Regions from separate parts of the Gossypium arboreum genome. Here region 1 is linked to region 2. A link is a contact called in public Hi-C data. All regions are on one chromosome and are shown on one strand. The core of a region is the stretch at or near the end of the contact, and the rest is flanking DNA. Distances in the headings are between cores, read along the strand shown.

Region 1 (6,834 bases), core at 1,501-4,000, 120 kb after region 2:
ATAACCTTTTCTAAATACATTTTTACTTATTTTTTAGATTATTGAGATTTTCATCTCACGTGCTAATGAAATTAAGAAAAAAAAAACAGATATTGTTCCAAAAACACAAATTGCTTTCACCTAAAGACCCATGATTGTCATGATTATCAAATTTCATGCGTGAAAATCCACAAAAGTTCTTCAACAAAATCTCTTGTTTTCTTTTTAGGCTTTGATAATGGATGGACCCACAAAAGGACCAAATCAGGTCACATGGTATTGAATTTTGAGGTCATCTCTTTCAGTTCTTGCTTTGAGGTTGTAAAGAATAAAGATCCCTTGACTACTTCTCCTAAAAAAGGAAGAAGAAAATTAGATGACAAAGTCCAATATTTTGGCTGAAGTTCATACATTGTTTCTTTATACTTTATCTCTTTTTCATTGTCAAAACTGTAATACTAAGACCCACCAGACCGTTCATGATGGGACATGCGATCAAATTTGGCCTTTCTGGGTTTAGATTTGAGAAGATGAATCTCCATCATTTCTATAATATAAAAGCAAAAATGAAATCAAATTTTATAAAAGGTAAAAGTGTATTGTATTGGGCTTCACTTGGTACTTCGTAATGAAGACATCAAATTTCAACATAATGTGTGTTTTTTTAGTAGAGTCCAAAGGAATAGCTGAAATTGAGCTTCCACATCTGTAGCCCAACATTTCTCATATATATGCTTAAGAGTTAAAAGGACCCTTAATTATCAATTGAATTTTTTTTTTTAAACTATATCATGTTGAGTCTTTAATGATAAAAAAAAATGCATAACAAAAATAGTTAGTTGAGAGACGGTATAATCGCTAATGACGTTGATGTGGTTGACGATAACCGTCAATAGATGATATGCAGCATGCTATATCGAGAAATTTTTAAAATAAAAATTAAAAAGCTTAGTCATTTGAATATGAACAATCATTTGTCTAGATTTAATGAAATTACCGTTAAAAATTTAACGGAATGATATGAAATATTTTTAATAAGATATAATTTATTATTTTACATGTGAAAAATAATAAAATAAATAAATTATACATGATTAATAAATCATCTAAAAATATTTCAAAATTAATTCATACGTTTATTTACTGAGAGGATTCAAAAGATAATTAATAAATCAAACCGAAAATACTAAAGGTGTGCATTCATTTTGAAATTTTCTTTAAATAATTATGTTTATTTTCTTTAAATTAAGAGCTATTTTTTAAAATTGTGAATTATTTATTTATTTTCCACACGTAATTATTTTATTTGGTTATCTAAGTAATAAATTACATCTCATTAAAAATATTCCACATATGAAATTCCACATCATCCGTTAACTTTTTTAACAGTACTTTCATCAAATCTATTTAAAAAAGGAATTTGAAAAAAAGAAAGAATAAAGGTTGATGGCAAAAAAAAAAAGGCTCAAAAATACAATTAGGACAATTTTGATAAAACATATAAACGTTAGTGGCCAAATTTGTCATTAAGCCTTATTTTTATCACTAACTAACTAACAAAAAATAAAATTATAAAGAAAGTAGCATAAATAGACAAAGAGTAAAGAACAAAGAAAATAAAGAGCAAAAGAGAGCGTATCTTATTAATCAATAAGAATATTTATAAAGCTTCTCCAAAGTCTCTATTTGTAGACATAAGAAATACAAATATACTTATAATAACTATTAGAATTTAAAGTACATCAAAACTTATGTTAATGTTAATGGACATCCACTTAATAAAATATTCATATCATAAAGAAATTTGAAATCACTTGAAAGCAACTTAAAAATAATAATAATATTTGTTGACAATCTCATTATAGGTTAGGACTATATCTGACTATTTTTTAAACAATGCCTAAAATTATTCATAACCCCTTCTCAAACTTATAAATAGGAGATAATGAGTTTCAACACACTTAAATCTGTATCCTTCTACATTCACAACAATATCCATACCAATAGAGTTAAAATTGAATAGTATTTTTACAATAAATTCATATTTAAATTTCCATGATTCAAACAATGCTCAATTTTTCTTTTTCTTTTTTTGAATGTCTAAATTTTTTCTCTCTATTCATAAGCTTCATACGAGGGAGAAGAAATACATTGGAAGGAGCCCAAAAAAAAGAAAAGAAGACCTGAGATACCCCGAGCCCAGAGCCCATCTCCTTACAGCCAATCACTACCAAATTTCATCTTAACCGAGGTAATATAGTCGGTTGCATTAAATAAATCATAAAATATTTGCCTGGTTAAAGCATCTTAATGCTCTGAACAGAAATAGAGTTGAACGCAAAGTAGCATTAATTGAAACATTTAACACTGTTACAAGTTCAAAGAGCAGAGCATGGCATCCTCTGCTCAGTTCTTTACATCGCCAAAAGTTGAAAACCTTTGCCCTTTCCACCACCCTAACTATGATCAAAATCACCAGAGCACATGCATTGCCAATTCTCTCAATAATCAGTGCTCAACCCAGTTGGGGATAAATAAACCACAGATATAAAGCCTCTTTCCTTTTCAGCCATGCTCGTTGAGGTACCTTTCAGCAATGGTGGCATGAACCGCAGCACCAATGGGAAGAACATCTTCGTCGATCATGAAATACGGCGAGTGACCGGTGTGTGTCGATCCCAAGGTCTCGTTTCTTACGCCGATGTAGTAGAAAGCTGCCGGAACTACCTGGGAGTAAAAGGAGAAGTCCTCCGCACCCATCATTGGAGGGACCACCCTGAAATTTGGTGGTCCTAGCAAATCAGTGGCCACTTTCTTTACGTGCTCGTACATACGGTCGTCATTCACTGTTGGGGGATAGATTGTTGATTCTTTTTCAAAGAAATCGACCGTCGCCCAACATCGGAAAACATTGGCCTGTTCGACGATTACCTGTGTGTGTTTCCATGTCGAAGAATGTTAGAATTGTGAAAATAAGGACTCCAAATCTAAAAGTGAAAACTGCGACGAACCTCTTCGATTCTTTGGAGAAGATTGTAAAAATTGGCGTTGGAGAAAGCCCTGAAAGTACCTCCTATGACCACCGTTTCAGGGATCATGTCAAGATTATTGCCTCCATTGAAAGAAGTGACCGAGACGACCTGCATGCATTTGCATTACAAGATTTAAACAAGTTTAAAAAAATTTCCCCATGTTTTGGAAGTTGGAGAAATTTATAAAACAAAACTCAGACCTGGGAATCTAATGGATTTGATTCACGAGAAACAATTCCCTGTAAACTAATTACGGCAGCTGATGCAGCCAAGATTGGGTCGACGGAGTGATGGGGGCTGCCGGCAAGGCCTTTTCTTCCACTGATAACAGCTCGAAAGAAGCCGCAGCCGGCAAGAAGAGGACCAGGCCTTGAGCCGATAATACCCGTGGGGTGTTCGTGGGATACATGGACTGCAAAAATGGCCTCTACGTTTTCCAATGCCCCATCTCCGATCATCCGCTTAGCACCATTTCCGGCTTCCTCTGCCGGCTGAAAGATCACTATCACAGTTCCCTAGACACCCAAAGTATATTTAATTAAACATATTACTTAAAAGGAATAATACGAACAAATACGGTAGAAAATAGAAATACTATGATAGAAATATTAGAATTTTGGTCATTATTAGTAGTAAATTACACTAATAAATTTTTTCACCCAATTATAAAAAATTATAAAATAGTTTTTTAATTATTTATTTTTGCCTTTTTATCACTCAATAATCTTTGAATTTTGGATTTTTCAAATTTATGTTAACCAGCTGATAATGGAAAAAACAAACATTGAATAGTTGAATTATCTTTTGTAATATTTTATTATTGTTATTAATAATTAAGTAATTATTTTTATAATTTTTAATAATTAAGTGAATAAAACAATTTATTTGAGAAATAATAATAACAAAAACAAATAGCAAGCATGCGTAAAGTAAAAATTGAAAATAAAATAAAACCTGCTAGTGTTGTATAAATAAATTATCCCATTTTGTCTTCTTCTTAAAGCTTCCCACGACCAAACAAATTGTTCATAGAAAATGCAGATATTTTTTTAATGTAACAATAGTTAAATATTGATTGATTTTTATAATATTAAATGTTGGTTTGATTGATAAAAAACCAAATTAACCACACGTGGTTAGATGGAAGGAAAAGAGAAAACATAAAATAATGATTTTATACAAATGAGGACAAAGATTGGACATTATTGAGCAAGCAACTTAGGTTTATGTCACAGTCTGGAGACATAATATATGAATATCCATCCAGCTGTATGTATTTGGACTGTATCCGTATTCAATACGAATATATACACAGCCATGAATCCAGAGAAAGAATATATCTTATTGATATACTGTCTTTTTCAACAAGCTTTAACTATGACTTGCAGGAATTTCTATCAACATGTACAACAAAACATTAGGGAAAATTTTATTCTTCTTCCACACAACTTTATGTCCTTGATCAAGATTCCTTCCCATGTATAAAGGTAGGCATAGGATGGAAAGTAAGTTATCATGCTTTAATTAAAAACATATTTCTTTAAGCTAATATTTGATGCATTGTAGGGTTTATAATTTTATCTACTCAATAAACTAAAAATAACATGATATCTTCTTTTTTTTTAAAAAAAAATTTAATCTACTTAATTTTATTTTAGATCTTATTAAGAATTTTATTTTGAATGATACGTTATTATTTAATAGGTTGTAAAGTGATAACTATAAGAATATATGCTTGCCAACAATCTCTTGGCTTAGCAATAAGAGTATTTGTGTTGTGACATGAGAGCTGGGGTTCAATCCCTAACAACCTCACCCCTAATCCTAATTATAATTTATATATATATATATATATATATATATAAAAAGAATATATGGTTAAACAATTTGAAAACAAAGATTATTTATTTGACCCTCCAATTTTATAGAAAAATATATTTTAGTTTTTATTTAATTTTTATCTCTTTTAACCCTTAAACATGCATTGTTTGTCAAATCAACCCCAAAATGCACCAAAAAATTAATGTTTGTTAACTTTACTGATGTGGCATCCATGTGCCTACCATTTAAAAATAATTTTATACTTTTCAATAATGTTAATAATTTCTTAATGTTTTTAATATTTTTAAAATTTTAAATATTAAAAATTGATTAATTACTAACATAATATTTACGTGACAATTTATGTGTATACCAGACAAAAAATTAAATAGAAAGTTAAAATAATTTTTATTATAAAGTTGAAGGAAAAATAAATTATTATTCGATTTTAGCACTTAATTTATTTTCCCCTTTTGAAGGAGCAATTTTCCCCCTTTCTTGACCTCTAAAGGTTCAAATTTTTTAGATGAAAAAGATGGCCAAGTGTTCCAAAAAGCATGAGACGAAAAGGGGTTCCCAAAAAAAAGAGAGCATAGATTCAAACACTAATTCCTAAAATGTAGCCATGAGTCAACGGGCAACCCATGTTTGATGGTAAATTTCATTTGATATAAATGAAAGTAGTAAAGTTAATCGGGTTAAAGCATTTAATATCTTTTAGTTTAAGAAATATGTATATAAGGGTATTGGTTGTTTATTGGTTGGAATTAGTATATTTATAATTAGTTGTAATGATTAATTTTTTTATCGTGAGTCTTCTTTAAAAGATAAACGATTGATGATTAATTGTAAAGATCAAACCTCAATTTTATGACTAAAAGATTAAGTAAAGAACCATTATGTTAAATCATCATCTATTTTAAACTTAAACAATCCATCAATTTTGATTGGGATGTAAAGGGGAAGCAGGCCATGTGATGAGAAAGGGATACATTTCCTTATGGGTGAAGATTTGAAAAATCATATTGCTTGAATTTATTTTTCAGAAAACATTATTATTAAGTTAGAATTCTTGTGATAACGATGAAAAGGGTAGAAAAAAAAAAAGAGGGAAAAATGTGAGTCAACCAAATGACAATGAAGATAAAGGCGAAAGGTAGCGATAAATGTGTGAAAGAATTGATTACAAAAACAACGAAACATGTAACCATCACATGCTTTTTTGGGCTACACATGGTCGAGGGTCAAATAGTTTGCTAGGAAACAAATATTGGGTGCCCTTTCCATTTATCACCAGCCAACACTACATTTCTTGCCTAAATGGGTCGTCAATTTTTTTTTTGTACTTTTTCTTTACCCATTTATCAATTGGATTAATCTTGAGTTTGTTTAAACTTGTTGCTTTAGCTTTGCATCTAAATTGATTGCCATTGAGATATACACACTTAAACTAGATGCATTCAATGCGTAAGAAGGGATTAGAACTTGGATTTTACCTTCAAAAGGTGTTCACGATTCTTCAATATTTTGGCAGCACCAACAAGCATTGCAACATGTGCATCATGGCCACAAGCATGCATTTTTCCGGCAACTTTGCTTTTATGCTCCCATTCTACAGCTTCCTAAAATTAAATTACTCCACATAAGTGAAAAGAGGGCATGGCAATTTTCCTAAATTATTTAGATATATAAAAAAAATCAAATTATATACTTGGAGGGTTCAATGGGGGACCACTACCCTACAAGTCTTTAAGATTCCTTAGAATTTCCAAGTACAAAATTGAATTTTGAAGTACAAAATTGAATTTATTTTAAGATCTTTTATCATTATGTTAAGATAATTTTATCATTGAAAACTGTACATTCTATTTTTTGTCTTATTTAATTTAAAAGTACATTTCTTGTCCTCATGTTATCAAAAAATGTAAAATAAAATTAAAACATATCCAACCTACGAAAATAAATTCATATACAAAAATCTTAAACTAAAATCCTAAAACTT
Region 2 (6,576 bases), core at 1,870-4,369:
ATAAAAGATCAAGCTAGAGGAGAAGGTAAAAGGATGGTAAATGAAATGAACAAGATACCTGTATACATTATTTTGTCCCACTTTTGCTCGAGTAGTGCTGTTGTTTCAGGAACAGCCCCTTCAACAACCTTTATGCAAGAGCTATCCATGTAATTCGCTACCAGCTTTGCAAGCAATGATGCAGTGGCTGGAGAAATTTCTGATGGCTTTAAGACTATAGCATTACCAGCTGCAATAGCTCCAATAACCGGATCAAGAGACAGCACTGAAAAAAGAAATGCAATAATTAAATATAAGAGGGGTGATAAAAAAAAGACAAAAGACAGTTCTGGACATGTCCTTAAGGATGTTCAACATACATAAAGGATAGTTCCATGCTGAGATTACTAACACGACACCCAATGGCTCAGATACTATTTCAGCGGATGATGGAAATGTAGCCAATGAAGTTTTTGCCTGCAGAAAAGGGAAAGCTAATCATATTCAACTCTTTTAATGTCAAGAAGAATCCTTCATGAAAGCTTCCACCCAGCTGAGAGGTCTTGAAAAAGTTTACCTTTTCTGGCATCATCCAATGCTTCATTTTTTTCAGTGCCAATTTACAGGAGTTCTTTAGCATTGCTATCTGCAGAGTAAACCAAGCCAAATCAGAGGAAGACCAAAAATGTAGTATTTCATTTGGGACTTACATAGAGAAGAACTATGGAAGAAAATTCTGGAGGCTAAGTTTAAACAACTAATATAGTGTTGCCTACTCCATGGTACCGTGTTTCAGAATAGCATGATACTCCTAGATTTTAACAATCAGGTGTAGTCTAAAATGTCAACTACTAAGAATTATACAAATTTAACAAGAGAAAGACAACTCCAGATAAAATTGTCTATGTGACAATATTTCAGTTCCTCCTGAACAAGTCATCTTAATAATTTTTTTTTTATCAGTTAAAAGCCTAAAAACATATAGTAGGAAGCTAATCAAAGCACTTAATAAAAATGGACACTAAGACCGAGAAGAACCATTTAGAAAACCTAAATAAAGAATCTCCTTGTTGAACTTCATTCGCTATTAAATTAATCAACTTAAGCACAGAAACCAACTTCAATGAAGATATAAGTTTAAGCACTTCGCTCAGATACTTCTGCTTTTAAACATGTAGCAAACAATTATCATTATAATCAGATAACTGCTGAAAGTTGAAATAATTCTTTAGAATTGAAATAATCAATGTTCATCTAGATTTTAAATTCCCTATTATCCAGTGACTCTCACATTAATCCTTCACAAATCACAGTTATAATTATCCTTGGGGTTGACTATCTGTAATAGCCAAAACTCCAATCATCACATTATGTTCAAAATAACAATAGATAACAAGACATGTCTCTGTGTGTGTGTAACTATTCTCTTTCTTCCAGTTTTTATCCAGCTACTAAAGTAATTCCCTGCATTCAAATTCAAGTTCAACTCTACTAGTTAAGGCTGAACTCAGCAATTATCCAACCCAAAGCCTGAAAGTAATAATTCTAAAGAATCGTCGAAGTGGAACTATCAACTTTCTGTAGGGAAAAAAAGGCTGAAAAAAAAAGAAGAAAACACCAAAAACGGATAGATTTTCTGGATACAGTTACATCCTGTCGGTACATTTCCTGACAATGTCTGCTAGTTGGATTAGCAATAAATCTTGGAGTACTTGAGTTCTACCCGTTTAGAACTATCGAGTATTTAATGGCTAGCAATTATTTTCTAAAGCCTGAAAATGACCGACCATTTCCGTGAGAGAAAAGCCAACTGTTTGCATGTCATAAATGCTACTTCTTTCCACCAAGATTTCAAGTGTGTCACGCATTTTTGAACCTCTAAAAACATTGCACACCAAAAAAACAATCTTTAATTCCCAAAATTTCCCAATTGCGTGATTCATGAATTTCAGGATACCCACTTGAAAGTTATAGCGAAACAAGGTTTCACAAGAATTTATAAGTAACACAAAGGATATCTATTTGTATGGGAAAAGAACAAACAGAGCCAATCAGCTTTAAACAATTGAAGCAAAAACAGCTTTAGAGACAAAAAAAGTGGTTGAAGTTCTTTATTAGGAACCAAATATATTCTAATTTCTGGAGACAAGTCGACTATCAATTAAAGTTTTTACTTAAACTTACAATTAAAATCTGAATTAAGTCAAGGTGATTTTTTTATTTTTAAAAAAACTCATAGTTGATTAGGCATCAAGTATCGGAAATAGCTGACTTTCAGCCGCCCATTGACTCCGTACTAATACTATGATCCATAGTTCATGATATAACTCCACCGCCTTCTCATCAATTTTAAATTTAATCAAATAAAAAACAATTCTAATCTAAAATCAATTTTTTTTTTAAATTATTGAAATAAATACTACAAATTAAAATGAAAAAAATTTATTTGACCTCGTAGATGGAGGATTCGAGTTCCGGCTTGGAAAGATCGTCGCGAAGAGCGGCGACAATTTGCGGCTCGTTCTCGTCCATCATTTTCAACATGGCTTTCAACTGAGTTCTTCTCCATTCGTAGTCTTTCGTCTTTCCCGCTACGAAGCTAGCTCTCAACTCCTGAACCACTTCCTTCGCGGAATCTATATCGAAAACCGCCTTCTTCTCCACTTCGCTCGCCATTATTATCCAAAAATAAAGCTCAGAGAAAACAATAACAAAACCGATATTGGATTCAAACTTTGAACTTGATGCTTATAGAAGAGGCGAGCAAAATAAAACTGACAATACTGATTTGCCTTAGATTTTCTTAAAGAAAACGCAGGCGTCACGTTAAAAGTAACGATATAGCCGCATCCATATATATAGTGGAGGAGTCGTGGACTTGGCGCCTTATCTATGGCGTTCCTTCGTCATTCGTCAACTCATTACCGAGAGTTATTTTACACGCGTAGAACTGAGCGCGTGCCTGATGGGCTCTCTTTTAATTTTATTCCGGCTGTCTTGGACAAATAAAATATTGAATTCTGGGTTAATTTAAATTTACATAAATAAAATGTGGTGGTGGCTGTTTTTATCAAATTTGGGGGTATCCGCCAAAAGCAATATTCTACTAAAGAAAACAAATTTAAATTCTCGAGGGGACGACGATTACAATTTTAGGGTTTTTTCACATTTCTTCTCTATCTATACCGATGTGATGACTTTTTTCTTTTGACGTGACATTTATTTATATTATAGGTATAATAACTTATTTTGTAAGCTATTTAATTTTTATATTTTTTAATTTATATTATTTATGGAATCATCCTTAAAAAATTTAAAATTTATTAATTTTGTAGAAATTAATTAATTTTTTAATTAAAAATACTTTTTAGAATTTTAATATTTTTATTTTAAAATTTTTATATATTTTAATTTTAAAAATAATTAATTGTTTATATTGTCACATTAGCAAATTTAATGAAGTTAATTTCTCCGTTTATTTGTTTGATTTGATAAACAACACAAATTTAAGAGTTAAAAATAAAAAATTAAATGAAAAGATAAAATGACTCTTTTTGTGAAGTTTGAGAGAAAATGAATTAAGTTGATTTACAAAGTAAAACAAACACCAATTTAATTAGGTAATGGTTAAAATATTATTATTTTACAAAATAAATTAAATTATTTTGAGATTAATATCATATTTGGTACTTATACTTTCATAAAATATCTTATATGTTACTTATACTTTGAAAACATCTAATGTTCTACTTGAACTATCAATATGTTTTTTATTATAGTACATGTACTTTTATAAAATATTCAATTGTCGTATATGCTTTGAAATGTCTATTGTGGTACCTAATTTATTAATGTATTTTTTTATTATGATACATGTACTTTTATTAAATGTCCATGTAGTATTTGTATTTTGAAAAATCCAATATGATACTTAAACTATTAATATGTGTCTTATTATGGTACATGTTAACGTCGACAATGAATTGCTAAATTGACCAATAAAAATTCGCACGTATAATTTTTTTAAATCATCAAGTAACATTATCTTAAAAACTAAAAAACTAAATTAAATTAAAAACAAATAATTAAATATATGATTAATAAAAAAAGGAGTAAATTCTAAACTTACATAAAAGTATATAATAAAAATATTATTTTAAATTGAAAACTCTTTGGAGAAGATGATCATTTACTTAAATGGAGCAAATGACGTTTTACTTATTTAAGTTTAGTAAATGTTGACTCATTACGATATAAACTTATTTAATTTTTTAATAATATAAGAACTAAATTAATCCATTTAAATATAAAAGGATTAATTTGATCCAATTCATAAAATACATTAACCTCCCAAAAACTTTAACCCTTTAAAAATCACTTAAAAACTACCCACTCCTCAATAATATTTGTTTTAGGCTTAATGCACAATTTAGTCCCTGAAATATATTATTTTTCTCACTTTAGTTCTAAAAGGATTTTTAGCTCACTCCGGTTTCTAAAATTACTAAACGTTCTAAGTTCAATCTTTTGGAGTTAAAACTAACAACGAGGATATCCAATCAATCATATGATGTCACGTGTTATATGATGATATTATAATGATGTCATTATCTAAAAAATCTTTAAAAATTATTAAAATATTATAAAACTTAATAAAAATATAAAATTACAAAAACAATATAAAAGTAAAAAAGTTTACTATTTTTTAAAACATTAGAAATTTTAATATCTTAAAATTTTATAGATCACATTTACTAGAGCTTGAACATTGGTCATTGTCTCTTAGAATAATACCACTCACGATAATTGTTTTATAATTCAATCAATCAAAATTTACAATTGGTAAAATTTGAATAAAATTTTTCAAATTTTTAAATAATAAAATATAATGTTATTTTAATTACATATTATTATTAATTATTTCAATTTTATTATTATCTCAAGACAAATTATTTATCTCTAAACCAATATCTTAAAATTATTGTCAAGTGTTTGACCATTTTAAAAACTTTAGTACAAAATAAAAAGAGCACGTGCACGATGATGGCTAGAGACATTAAATAGAGAACCAAGTCGAATAAACATGCTCTAGTAACACTCGTAAAGTCTTAAAATTTGATGTATTTTAAATATTAAACATTTGATATAATAAATTATTCAATTTTTATTAAAATATTTTTAAAATACAGTTTCTATAAAATTTTATTGTATTACAATATACCATTTTATATTAAGTTTTTTTAACGTGATTAGCGAATGTGTACTTTATTCTAATATACAATATTTTTACTAATTTTTTAAAATTTTAATTTTTTACAACTTTCTATTATTTCTACTAACTTTTATAACTTTTTACAATATTGTAAAATTTCTAATAATTTTATAATTTTATATATATTTTAATATTTTTTATTTTTATCATTTTAAAAATTTCTAACATGTTTTATTTTTAAATAATTATATTTTTATTTATATTAGTATGTTTTAAATTTAATTTTTCTATATTTTTAAAGTTTTTTTGAATGATGATGTCATTGTATGCACGTGAGAATATATAATTGGTTTGATATCTCAACCATTTTTTTAATTTCCAAAAATTGAACCGAAAACATATAATATTAGAAATTAAAGTGAACCAAAAAATTTAAATATTAAAATAGAAAAATAATATACTTCATAAACTAAAGTAAGTAATAAACATTTATTTTATCTTATACAAAATAATAATAAATCTCTTCTTCTCCCTCATTTCTCATATAAAAAAAAGCTCTTACCATTTTTATTTTACATTCAGTAATTTTAAAATTTAATAAAACATCACCTTAAAACAATTATCCATTTTCTATAAATTACTCACTTAATTTTCCTAAAAATACAATAAAACCAATAATATTATATTAGCATAATGACAAGTTTTGCCCTTAATTTTTATAATTTTAGCTAAATTTGGTCTTCAACATTTTTAAAATGAGTTGAATTAGTCCATCGACTTTTCAAAAGAGTAAAAACAAATCCTTTTAACAAAAATATTGACTAAAATACTATATTTTCAAACATAACTGTCCGCATGACAATACAGTACTTGTACTTCATGCTTATTTTTATTTTTGAATATTTTATAATTTTACTTAATTAACGTGACATATAAAACAAATTGTACTATGTCAACATGAAATAAATATAAATACCATGAAAGTTTTCACGCCAACATCGTTATAAAAACTAATATTTTCTTTAAGAAATTATAACATGGATAATATCATTCTAAACGTATTACAGAATATATATTACTAATTTGCAAATTTTTAAGTAAAAAATATGAAAACTGATTTTGCAATTTACATAAATTAAAGTTTTGGTAAGTTTCACATTCAATTTTGATTTTTTTTTAAAAGATGATTCTCCATCCATTACAAACCTGTTTAAAAAATAATTTAAATAAAATTTATTAGTTAAAATCATATTTAAAATATAATTATTAAAAAACAAATAAAAATTTAACAAAAATATTTAAAAAGACATTTGTAAACATTGTCTGAAAATATTTAAAAATAACAAAGAAGTTATTAAAACAGAAAAATAAAAACGATATAATTT

What was found. Hi-C and Micro-C count contacts between places; a contact is called where the count stands out from the background.
Region 1: a Hi-C map of leaf shows a contact between it and region 2, with 4 times the contacts expected there. The contact joins the enhancer-like site here to the promoter of LOC108486541 in region 2. A contact is called at or near these places in 3 of 5 Hi-C or Micro-C datasets (all in leaf).

Annotation. Positions count from the first base shown.
Region 1 is chr6:135,628,126-135,634,959 of ASM2569848v2, forward strand. LOC108484463 (IAA-amino acid hydrolase ILR1-like 6) reads right to left here. Exons shown (of 5, transcript XM_017788254.2): 2 at 6,329-6,454; 3 at 3,212-3,526; 4 at 2,991-3,119; 5 at 2,215-2,910. The coding sequence ends at 2,545. Among protein-coding and RNA genes, the nearest start is that of LOC108484463, 4.3 kb to the right of the region's middle. Within about 2 kb of position 2,751, at least 2 of the 2 cell types and tissues checked have an H3K27ac peak or open chromatin away from gene starts, as enhancers often do. A contact at or near this core is called in leaf, where this site is marked.
Region 2 is chr6:135,510,155-135,516,730 of ASM2569848v2, forward strand. LOC108486541 (aldehyde dehydrogenase family 3 member H1) reads right to left here and starts at 3,120. Exons shown (of 10, transcript XM_017790652.2): 1 at 2,431-3,120; 2 at 557-625; 3 at 360-456; 4 at 59-265. The coding sequence starts at 2,655.